Regions from separate parts of the Anser cygnoides genome. Here region 2 is linked to region 1. A link is a contact called in public Hi-C data. All regions are on one chromosome and are shown on one strand. Each heading gives the region's core, a stretch centred on a gene start, on an enhancer-like site or on the middle of the called end of the contact. The rest is flanking DNA. Distances are from core to core; before and after follow the strand shown. Region 1 overlaps CMIP (c-Maf inducing protein). Region 2 holds the start of CMIP (c-Maf inducing protein).

Evidence for each region. A called contact is a pair of places that touch in the nucleus more often than the background predicts.
Region 2: a contact with region 1 is called in a Hi-C map of liver, with 8 times the contacts expected there. The contact joins the promoter of CMIP here to the enhancer-like site in region 1. A contact is called at or near these places in 3 of 7 Hi-C or Micro-C datasets (all in liver).

The regions. Positions count from the first base shown.
Region 1 is chr12:5,135,191-5,139,716 of Taihu_goose_T2T_genome, reverse strand. All of the region lies in intron 2 of CMIP (c-Maf inducing protein), which reads left to right. Among named protein-coding and RNA genes, the nearest start is that of CMIP, 34 kb to the left of the region's middle. Within about 2 kb of position 1,881, at least 1 of the 3 cell types and tissues checked has open chromatin away from gene starts, as enhancers often do. A contact at or near this core is called in liver, where this site is marked.
Region 2 is chr12:5,169,078-5,173,603 of Taihu_goose_T2T_genome, reverse strand. It overlaps CMIP (c-Maf inducing protein), which reads left to right and starts at 2,357. Exons shown (of 22, transcript XM_067004753.1): 1 at 2,357-2,413; 2 at 2,416-2,673. The coding sequence starts at 2,357.

The sequences.
Region 1 (4,526 bases), core at 632-3,131:
ATGAAGTCCTGCGCGTTGCATGGTACAGCCATCCTGCTGCTGCTGTCCTCCACGTGTGGCAGGTGACCGAGGACCTTAGCAGCATGCTGTATTGGTCTGTATTGACAGGCAGAAGAGAAGAGATAATTAACTCCGTGAGCTTGTTTGCTGTTGTTTTGTTTTGAAGGAGCATTACAGTTCTAACCGATAATGCTGAACAATATAAAGACCAATATTAAGTTGTCTCGTTCTGGGTTTTAGCTTTTTTTTTTTTTAATCCACCCCATAGCTTTTGAGACTGGCCTTAGACTAAGCTTTGAGTGGCTGCTCTTTTTGTGACTGGATCATTATATGTAAAAATGAGCAGTGCTGCAGAGTTACCATGGAAGCCATGCAGATGGGATTTCTAGCGCGCAAGTTGCAATGACAGGGAGACAGGACTTTTTAAAATAAAAACCTCTTTTTAGCTGCTTGTAAATGACACGCTTCTGTTTACATAGACACTCTACATACATAATGCATTTAGGTACGTTCTGTACGGTGGGCAATCTCCTTTTGCAGACAAGTTAAAAATCTAACTTGTTTGTTAAATGGTTTTGGGGCTGTTGGGAAGATCTCAAAACTGGAATTGTTTCATAATCCCTCGGCCTCCCACAAAATCATTCTGCTAAGACTTTGGCTTTCCGTAGCGTGTGTTTTTCAGATTTGGCAGCTCTGGAGTGCTTTTGTTGTTCAACTAATGCAACAACAGATTAATGTGAGGCAGACCTGCATGCTAGAAATAACTCATTTAGTTGTCTCTGAAGCCCTTGAGATTTTCATACGCTTCTGAGATAGGGCTACTTGTTTTCAGTGCAGAACTGTCAGTGGGAATGTTTCATCGGGTCGTGTTTGTGTTCCCTACGCCATGGTGTGTCGGTGAGCCCCGTCTTGGAGTAGTTCTCTTGTGCACTCTTGGCTGTGCAGATGCAGAGCACAAGGGTGGCCTCTGTCAGAAGCTTTGTGGTCAGAGTAATCAGTGATCTCTTGGTCAGTGTAGGCAGCGGGTCACATGGAGCATTTTTTTCCTAGCCCTGTGTGATGGATCCGTCTGATCCAATGGCCTCGTGTAGTATTTCCCTTTTATTTTCATCTCCGTTCTCCTCCACGGTATGCTTTTTTGATGCCATCAAATATAGCTTTTCTTTCACGTTCACTTCCAGGCTCTAGTCTGAGTGCTTGCCGTTTGCTTCTGTGCTATATTTATGTCATGAAAAAGCCATGAAGATGGTAGCAGTGTTGGCCAAATACGCTTGCCCTTTTCTTTCCTTCATCTTGGAACAGCAATAGACCTTGGGTGGGCGTCTTCCCGTTTTTAGGCGAGGTACTGTGGTAATTACACAATTTAGGTGTATCCTAGATGAAAATAGTGTATTACCTAATATAGAACAGTCCAGGAAACAATATGGTGTTGACATTGCATTTTTCCAGTCGTGTTTTGAGGTTGGTTGTTTCCTTGTAGAAGAATATGTGTCCTTGGATAAGGCTGTTCGTGCCAAATAAATAAGCAAGCGTTTCAACTTCTAGGATAATTCTCTGATGAGAACAGAAGATAGTCCCAGTTATCCCTATTTTTACTGGAAAAGCCACACCGTCTTTCACCGCTGCAGGACACGGTTATAGTTAGTAAACCAACCTTTGAATAAAAACAGAGCAACTTTTTCGGATGAGGAGTAAACACAAGACTGCTAAATCCTTCTCAGGGGTACCGTATCCCTGTGTGGTATTGATTTCTGAGCAGGTTTTGTGTGACGTCTCAGAATGTGATTCATAGGTATTGACCTGCACGGTAACTTGGCAGGTGGCTGAAAACCAAACAAACAGCATTGCCCTGGCCCCCCTGCCCCTGCAGTCCCGGATTTGTCCCTCCACCATCCAAATCCTGACTTCATGGAGCTGGAGCTCCCCGGGCAGGGTGGTCTCCTCCTAACCAAACCTTTTGTCCGAGCAATGCTCAGGCGGAGGGAATCTGGTCCCGACAAGCTCCAGCCTTGCTGACTGCGTTTAACTCCAGCTCGTACTCCTCAGGCGCTGAAGGGTCTATAACGGACACACATGTACATTATTTCCTGTTTGATTTAATTTTAGATGAAGCAGAAATTGGGTATGATTTCAATGAAGAACAGTGCCGGAGGGGTAAAGAAAGAATTGTTGAGATGCATGAAGAAAAATAATTTTGTATCAAACCCTCAGTACATGAGAAGAATTAATCACAGTTCCTCAAAAATAGGCAGAGCTCTGTTCACCTTTCTAATTAATCAATTTCAAGTTAATCAGTTATCGGTTCTGCTTGAGCATGAAACCTTTGAGTGTTTACTTTTGGTCACTTGCAGTAGATCTCCGGCGACATGAGTAACCTTCAGATGTCGGATGATAACAAGTTTCTCTTTTGCTGACTGATAAATGAGAAATTTTTGCTTCGTAGCTGACCCCATGAGCAGTCTTCAGAAACGCATTTATTTTCTCTTTCTACCTGAGTTTTTCCTCGTAAAACGCCGTCAGCTCTTTGCACAAGAGGTTATGAAAGCATTAATCATCCGGTGCCTTTTTGGGCTTGTCGTCGGTGCGGTCGTCACGTCGGTGCTGCTGCCGTAGTGCTGGAGCGGAGCAAGGAGTGACTGCAGCGTGAAACATCGGGAGCCGGGCCGGGAGCTGGCCGAGCAGAGAGGCTGGCTCAGCAGGAAGTGGTTGATGAGTTACCAGCGGTACGGGCTTAAGACGAAACTTGAGTTACGTCTTGAGCTCACGAGTATGACAAAGTCGGCGCAGGTGGAACTGTAGCTTCGTTTCTGTTTGCTTTACAGACCGTGGCGTGTTCCTGCCTTCAGAAGCAGAGTCCTAGCCTAAATGTAATAATGTAGTCAGCTGTTCCCAAGCTAATTTCAGGGAGGAAAAGGCAATTAAAAAAGAAAAAAAAAAAGCAGCAATTAATAATAATTTGTATTAGAAACAGCTTCTCTTGGTCAACCTTGCTATATTTGCTTGAAACCTGCCACTCCAAATGACAAGCTCCACGCTGGGAGTAGAAGTATCAAAGAAAAATGATAAATTTTCTTTTGCTTTTTAAATCCTTCCATTAGGTTTGGACTGCTCCTTTGCCTCCATGCCGCACAATTTCCAGGTTATGGCAGGGGAATTGTAATGCTGGCCTTGATGATGGTTTTGCTGCCAAAGGTGGAATAAGCACCTTACAACTGGAGTGGGATAGAAGTCTATTCGGACCTGAAAACTTATTTTTTGGACCTTGATTTCTATTGCCACTTTTTTTTTTTTTTTTTTTTTTTTTTTTTTTTTTTTTTACTTCAGTTGGGTAGGGCTTTCTTATGTTCCCCTTCAGCCAGTGACTAATGAGGAGCAGTACTAGCAGTTGGTAGTGGGAAAGAATGCCCTCTAAAAGAAGAGGCTATAGTTTGGGCAGGGTAATTTGCTGATTGAAGGAGCCTGGGTTTGATCCTCTGTTCTGAGGACATTTCTACATAGGTAAGTGACTGCAGGGTGAGCGGCAGTGGGAAAGGACAGTTAATTAGCTCCTCCTGCATGATCTCATTTGTGCACTAATAAGGCCTTTATAAAAGACAGGAAATTGGACAGAACAAAGCTTGAACCTGAATCTCCATGTTTTCACCTGAAAGCCCTGGCTTTAAAGCTGTGTGGGGCTTGCTTCTGCTTTTTTTTTGTCAGGGTCTGAGAGAGCAAAGCCTAGATCTCATGTTTATTTGCTTTTATTTTTATCTTCTTATATTTATTGTGAATAAAAAAAGGCTGCTATAGAACAGTTCAGAACTGAAAAGTGGCATTGTTTGTGCTAAAAATAATACTGCTTGTACCTCTGAATTAAAATTTCTTGGGTGAATCAGAATTCTCCTGCTGTATGAGAATGTGGAACCAAAAAAACATCCTTAGGTCGGTGCTGTGGCTGTACAGGAAGGAGAAAAGAGAATTTCAGGGAGGCGCTGGCTCATAGCTCAAAATTCAGTTTTAACTTGGGGATTCTTCTGCTAGTAAAACAGTCGCCAAACTTCGGATCCAGATGGAGTCCTGACAGTAATTACTTGTACGTATGGTACAATCATTGCTACTACTCGCACAGCTATTCTTGAAGGGTTGGGTGTTTTTGTGTTAGATATCTATTACTGCTCCCTCTGCTTTCTAGGCACAGCATAACACTATTTTGTGGGAGTATTGATCTCTACTGGCATTGATACTGCCTGTCTGGCTTCTAGTGTGTCTCAGGATCCAGGGAAGTTGGTGTTATATTTAAGACTGAATTACATGTTTGGGATTTTTTTTTCTTTTTTTTTTTTAAGCTTTCTTCTTGTAACTACCCAGAAGATGTTAAAGCATCACGGGTGCAAGTGAATTAACTGATTTCGCAGTTGGGATATCATTGTGGTTTTGTGTCTGTGCGCGTCAGGTCACACCTGATGCAGGGTTTGTTCTCTCCAGGAATGCCTTTTCTGCACACAGGCACCTTTTGGTTAGAGCTGGAAACTAGGCGCCGCAGTCAC
Region 2 (4,526 bases), core at 1,108-3,607, 33 kb before region 1:
ATAGGTTACAAACCCCTTCCCTCCTGAAAGTGTTTAACCAGCAGTTCTGCTGTCAAATGCCAGCCTATTTCAATACAATAGCTTTATAACAACACGTGCGATGCTTGCAGGAATTGCTGTCCGTCCAGTCAGGTGTTGTCTTTGACAGCAGCCAGTACAAAAGGCTTTATGGCAAAAAAGCTTCCAAACCCTTCTAGTTGCAGCTCGCCTCTCCAACGATTTGTGTGACTCCCAGTGCGAACGTGAGTTTCAGATGAAAGAGTTTTCTCTTGGGCGGGCTCCTGGCTCCGCTGCTGGCACCTCGCTTGGCATCGTGACCTCTCCTTTGAGAACTGCACTGGGAGATGCTGCCAGAAACCCAGCGGCAGGTACACGCCGTGTAACCATCTGCTCGTCACACAGCACACCTTCCCTTTCCCAACCTCCCTCAATTAGGGATGAGTTTAAACTCCTCAGCATGAAGGTTTATACTTTCTCCAAATGTTTTGCTAGCATCGCGTAAAACAGCCCTGTAAATTCCTCCTGAATTCGTGACCCTGGCAATACCCGATGTGGTGTGTTGCACTGTTTAATAATGTGTGTATTAATTACATAAAAAGTAATTTTTTTTTTTATTGGTCCTAACATGTCGGTTCCAATCGGGAAACTGCAAACAAGATCCGAGTTCTATGAGCAACTTGGCTTTTAAAATGATGAGAAAAAAACTGAGCATAAATGATATGATGTCTCTTGCTACGGCATCCATGTTGCACGCAGCATCACCAAGCTGCTAAGCGGTCTAAAAGTCCTGGAAGGGAGTTATTTTTTTCCCCATTTATTTATTTTTGGGGGAATACCGCCGTTGTGATGCCGGGTTACCGGAGGACACAGCCTCCCGCTGACCACGGCCCCGCCGAGGTGCCTCAGGGGAGCGGCGGGCGCGGGGCTCTCCCGCCCCTTTTCTGAGGTGACCGCACCAGAGCGAAGCCACCGGACCCGTCTGAGGGCCACGGCCCCGTCCGTGGGCTGCTGCCAGCGCGGGGGCTGCGAGAAAACGAGGTCTACCACGAGAAAGAGAGGAAAAAAAAAAAATCCATTTATTCCCCGACGCGCTCCTCACAGCCCGCGCCGCGCGGGGCTTCCCCTCATGGCGGAGGGCGGGCGGCCGCGGTGAGGCGCGCAGGTGTGTGGCCGCGCACCTCCGCCCTTCCCGGGCGGCTCCCCCCGGCCTCTTCCTCCTCCTCCTCCTCTTCGTCCCCGTCCCCTCGAGTCCCTGTTCTCGTCCCGGTCACGGCGCGGCCCCTCTGAGGAGAAAGGGGGGGGGGGGGGCAGCAGCGCGCGCCTCTTCCCGCGCACCTCGCGCGGCCACCGCCGCTGCTGCCGCCGCCGCTGCCCTCGGCGGCTCCGCGGCCATTGACGTCAGCGCGGGCCGCACGTGACCCCCCCGCAGCCAATGGGCTGAGCCCGGAGCCGCTCCGGCGAGCGGAGCGAGCGCTGCCGGCAGCCTCTCGCCGCCTCCTCCTCCTCCTCCCGCGGCGGCGGCGCGCGCGGGGGACAGCGCGCACACACACACAGCCACACACACACACACACATATCTCACACCCCTCTCACACACACACACACACAGAGACCTCCCCGCGCACAAACCCGCCCGCCCGCCCCGCACCGCCCGGCCACGCGCGGGCACCCACGCACCCACCTACATGCACGCGCGCGCCCGCCCCGGGGGGAAGGAAGGAGCCGCGGCCGGACGCCCCGCAGCCCCCGCCGCCAGCACCAGCACCGCCGCCGCCGCCACCAGCAGCAGCAGCAGCAGCAGCAGCACTACGAGCAGCAGCGGCACTACCAGCAGCAGCAGCAGCAGCCCCCGCCGGGACCACCGCCGCCCCCGCCCCGCGCCCGCCCGGCCGGCAGCGTGGATGTGGCGCCGTGCGAGCCGCCGGGGGACCCGCCGGGGGGCGGACCGCCGACTCTGAGGCCGGGGCTCGGCCGCTGCCCTTCTCCCCTTAACCCCCGCGGTGTGTGCGGATCCCTTCCCCCACGGCGATTTTTTTTTCCTCTTTTTTTTTTTTCCTCCTTTTTCCCCCCTCTTTTTTCCCTTTCCCCCATTTTTCCTTCCCCCCCCCTTTTCCCCATCCTTTTTTCCCCCCTTTTTTCCCCCTTCCGTCCCTTTTTTCCCATTTTTTTTTCCAATTTTTTCCTTTTTTTTCCTTACATTTTTTCCCTTTTCCCCCCTTTTTTCCCCCTTTTCCCCCTTTTTTTTTTCCCCATTTTTTTTTAATTTCCTGACCTCGCCGCCTCCTCGGATCTCTCTTATTCAAACCCGCCCCCCCCCCCGCCTCCGCGGGGCCGGGCGCCGCCACCCCGAGCTGCCCATGGATCGCAGCGGCGGCCCCGGCGGGGGCAGCGGCGACCGCGGGCAGCAGCAGCAGCAGCGGAGGAGGGCAAGGGGCCGCCTCCCCCCGACGTACCCGGGCCCGAGGGGGGCCCCAAAATGGGCGCAGCTCCCTGCCGCCGGCCCCCGCTGCACTGCAACGGCATGAGGTACAAGCTGCTGCAGGAGGGGGACATCCAGGTGTGCGCCATCCGGCACCCCCGGACGTTTCTCAGCAAGATCCTCACCTCCAAGTTCCTGCGCCGCTGGGAGCCGCACCACTTGACCCTGGCGGACACCGGCGTCGCCTCGGCCACGGTGAGTACCGCGGGGGTGTGTGGGGGGGGGGGGGATAGGGCTTTGGGGTGAGAACGTGCGGGTTTGGGTCTGGGTTGTGCAGCTGGGACCGGCTGCGCCCCGGCTCCGTGCCCTGGCAGCGCACGGAGAGCACCGCACGCTGGTTCCTGTAACCGGGCTTCCGTCGGCCCTTTGGGGATTTACGGGTAAATGCCTCGTTTTTCTCAATGGTTTCATTCCGGCCTTGCTACAGGGCATCGCACGGCTGCTCCTTTACCCCCCCTCGTTTAGCTTGTCGTGCAGTGACATGCCGTCATGTAGGGCACGCGTGGCACCGGAGCGCGGGTCGGGTTTTGTGGGGTTTTCGGTTAATGGGGTGGCTGAACGGGTCTCGGCCGGCACGCAGAGCTGGGTTTCATCATGCCCAGTGGCTGTGTACCCCAGCATCATGTCATGGGGTGCCGTGGCCGTGTCCCCTGACACCACACCATGCCATGTCCGTGTCCCCTGACCCCACACCATGCCGTGTCCGTGTCTCCCGACACCGCACCGTGCCATGGGGTGCCCATGCAGGCCATCAGCAGCAGCCCCTTCATCCGGCAGGTAGGCCAGCCGCCCGTCCTCACGCAGCTCCTTCAGTGCCACAACGACATCCCCGCGTCCCGCTTCCCCCCGGGGGGCTGCCGAGGATGTTTCCGCGGGAACATTTTCCCTTCCTTGCTGGAACTGCTGTGCAAAGGCAGGAGGAAGCCCTGCAAAGACACGAGCGCTGGTCGGTCTCGCAGCACTTCGTTTTATCGAGGTGCCGTCGGCGCGGAGGGGAAGTTGAATATTGGTGGGGATGAGGCGTTTTCCCGGCAGTATTCATGGCTGATGATTTCTGAGCAGAGAAGGATACCGGCAGAGTGAGGCGTGATTGTACTTCAGACATTAATCTCTGCAGTGTGGCAATACTTAGGCATGAAGTTGTATTCGTGCAGAAGACGCCAAACTCTGCTCTCTGGCAGAGCTGTCACCTGAGAAATCGCCCCTGAAAACATTTCTCAAGTCCCATAGGGTGGTGCTTTTAATTAAAGCGATGTCATTCCTAATTGTTTTAGGCACATAAGTAGATACCAAAACACCGTGTGCACCAGTGCAGGCTCCATTTTGTTGAGCAGGGCTCTTCGTGCTTGGTCTTGCGCCTTATCAATTTTTTTTTCCAGCGCTAACTCACCACATAGATAGCGTTGTTCGCAGAAGTACCCGTGCTTTGTTATGCTTTATTATGTGGCACACTGTCTTTGGTTTCCAGGCAGTAATTAGGGAACTAGGGTATGATCTGTGTTCACTTGTTGCCTGAACGTATGCGCGGGTGTGCGTAGCAGGTATCTTTTGGCTCCACGATACCTAGATCTTCCTCTTTTTTTTCGGAAGGTGAAAAGATGTGACTTAAGCAAAATATGTGGTCCGCTCTAAGGAAGTGGGGGACAGGCAGAGTGCCAAAACCTCCCAAAGCCAAAGGCAGATATTTAAATGCAACTCATTTGGCTTTCAAGGGCTGTAGGAAAATATCCCTACCTTCCATTGACAGTGAGCACTGGGCGCACTCAGCAACTTTGATAACAAGGTCATTTTTACACGTAGGGCTTTCCACAGTCAGGGTGCTTTATGAGCGGCTGCTAATTAATCTTCACATCATCTCTTCGCAAATCCTCTGGCGTGACGAGTTTTACTGCATTCTATATAACTTGAATAAAATTGAGCAGGAAAATAACATCACTTTGTTTTGCATTTGAAAGCAAAAGTTGTAATGACAGCTAAATCCAGATCTGGGAAACTATCTCTGCGAGTGCAGGGGATAGGTGATCTGGTGATTCTAGGCATTTTCTCTC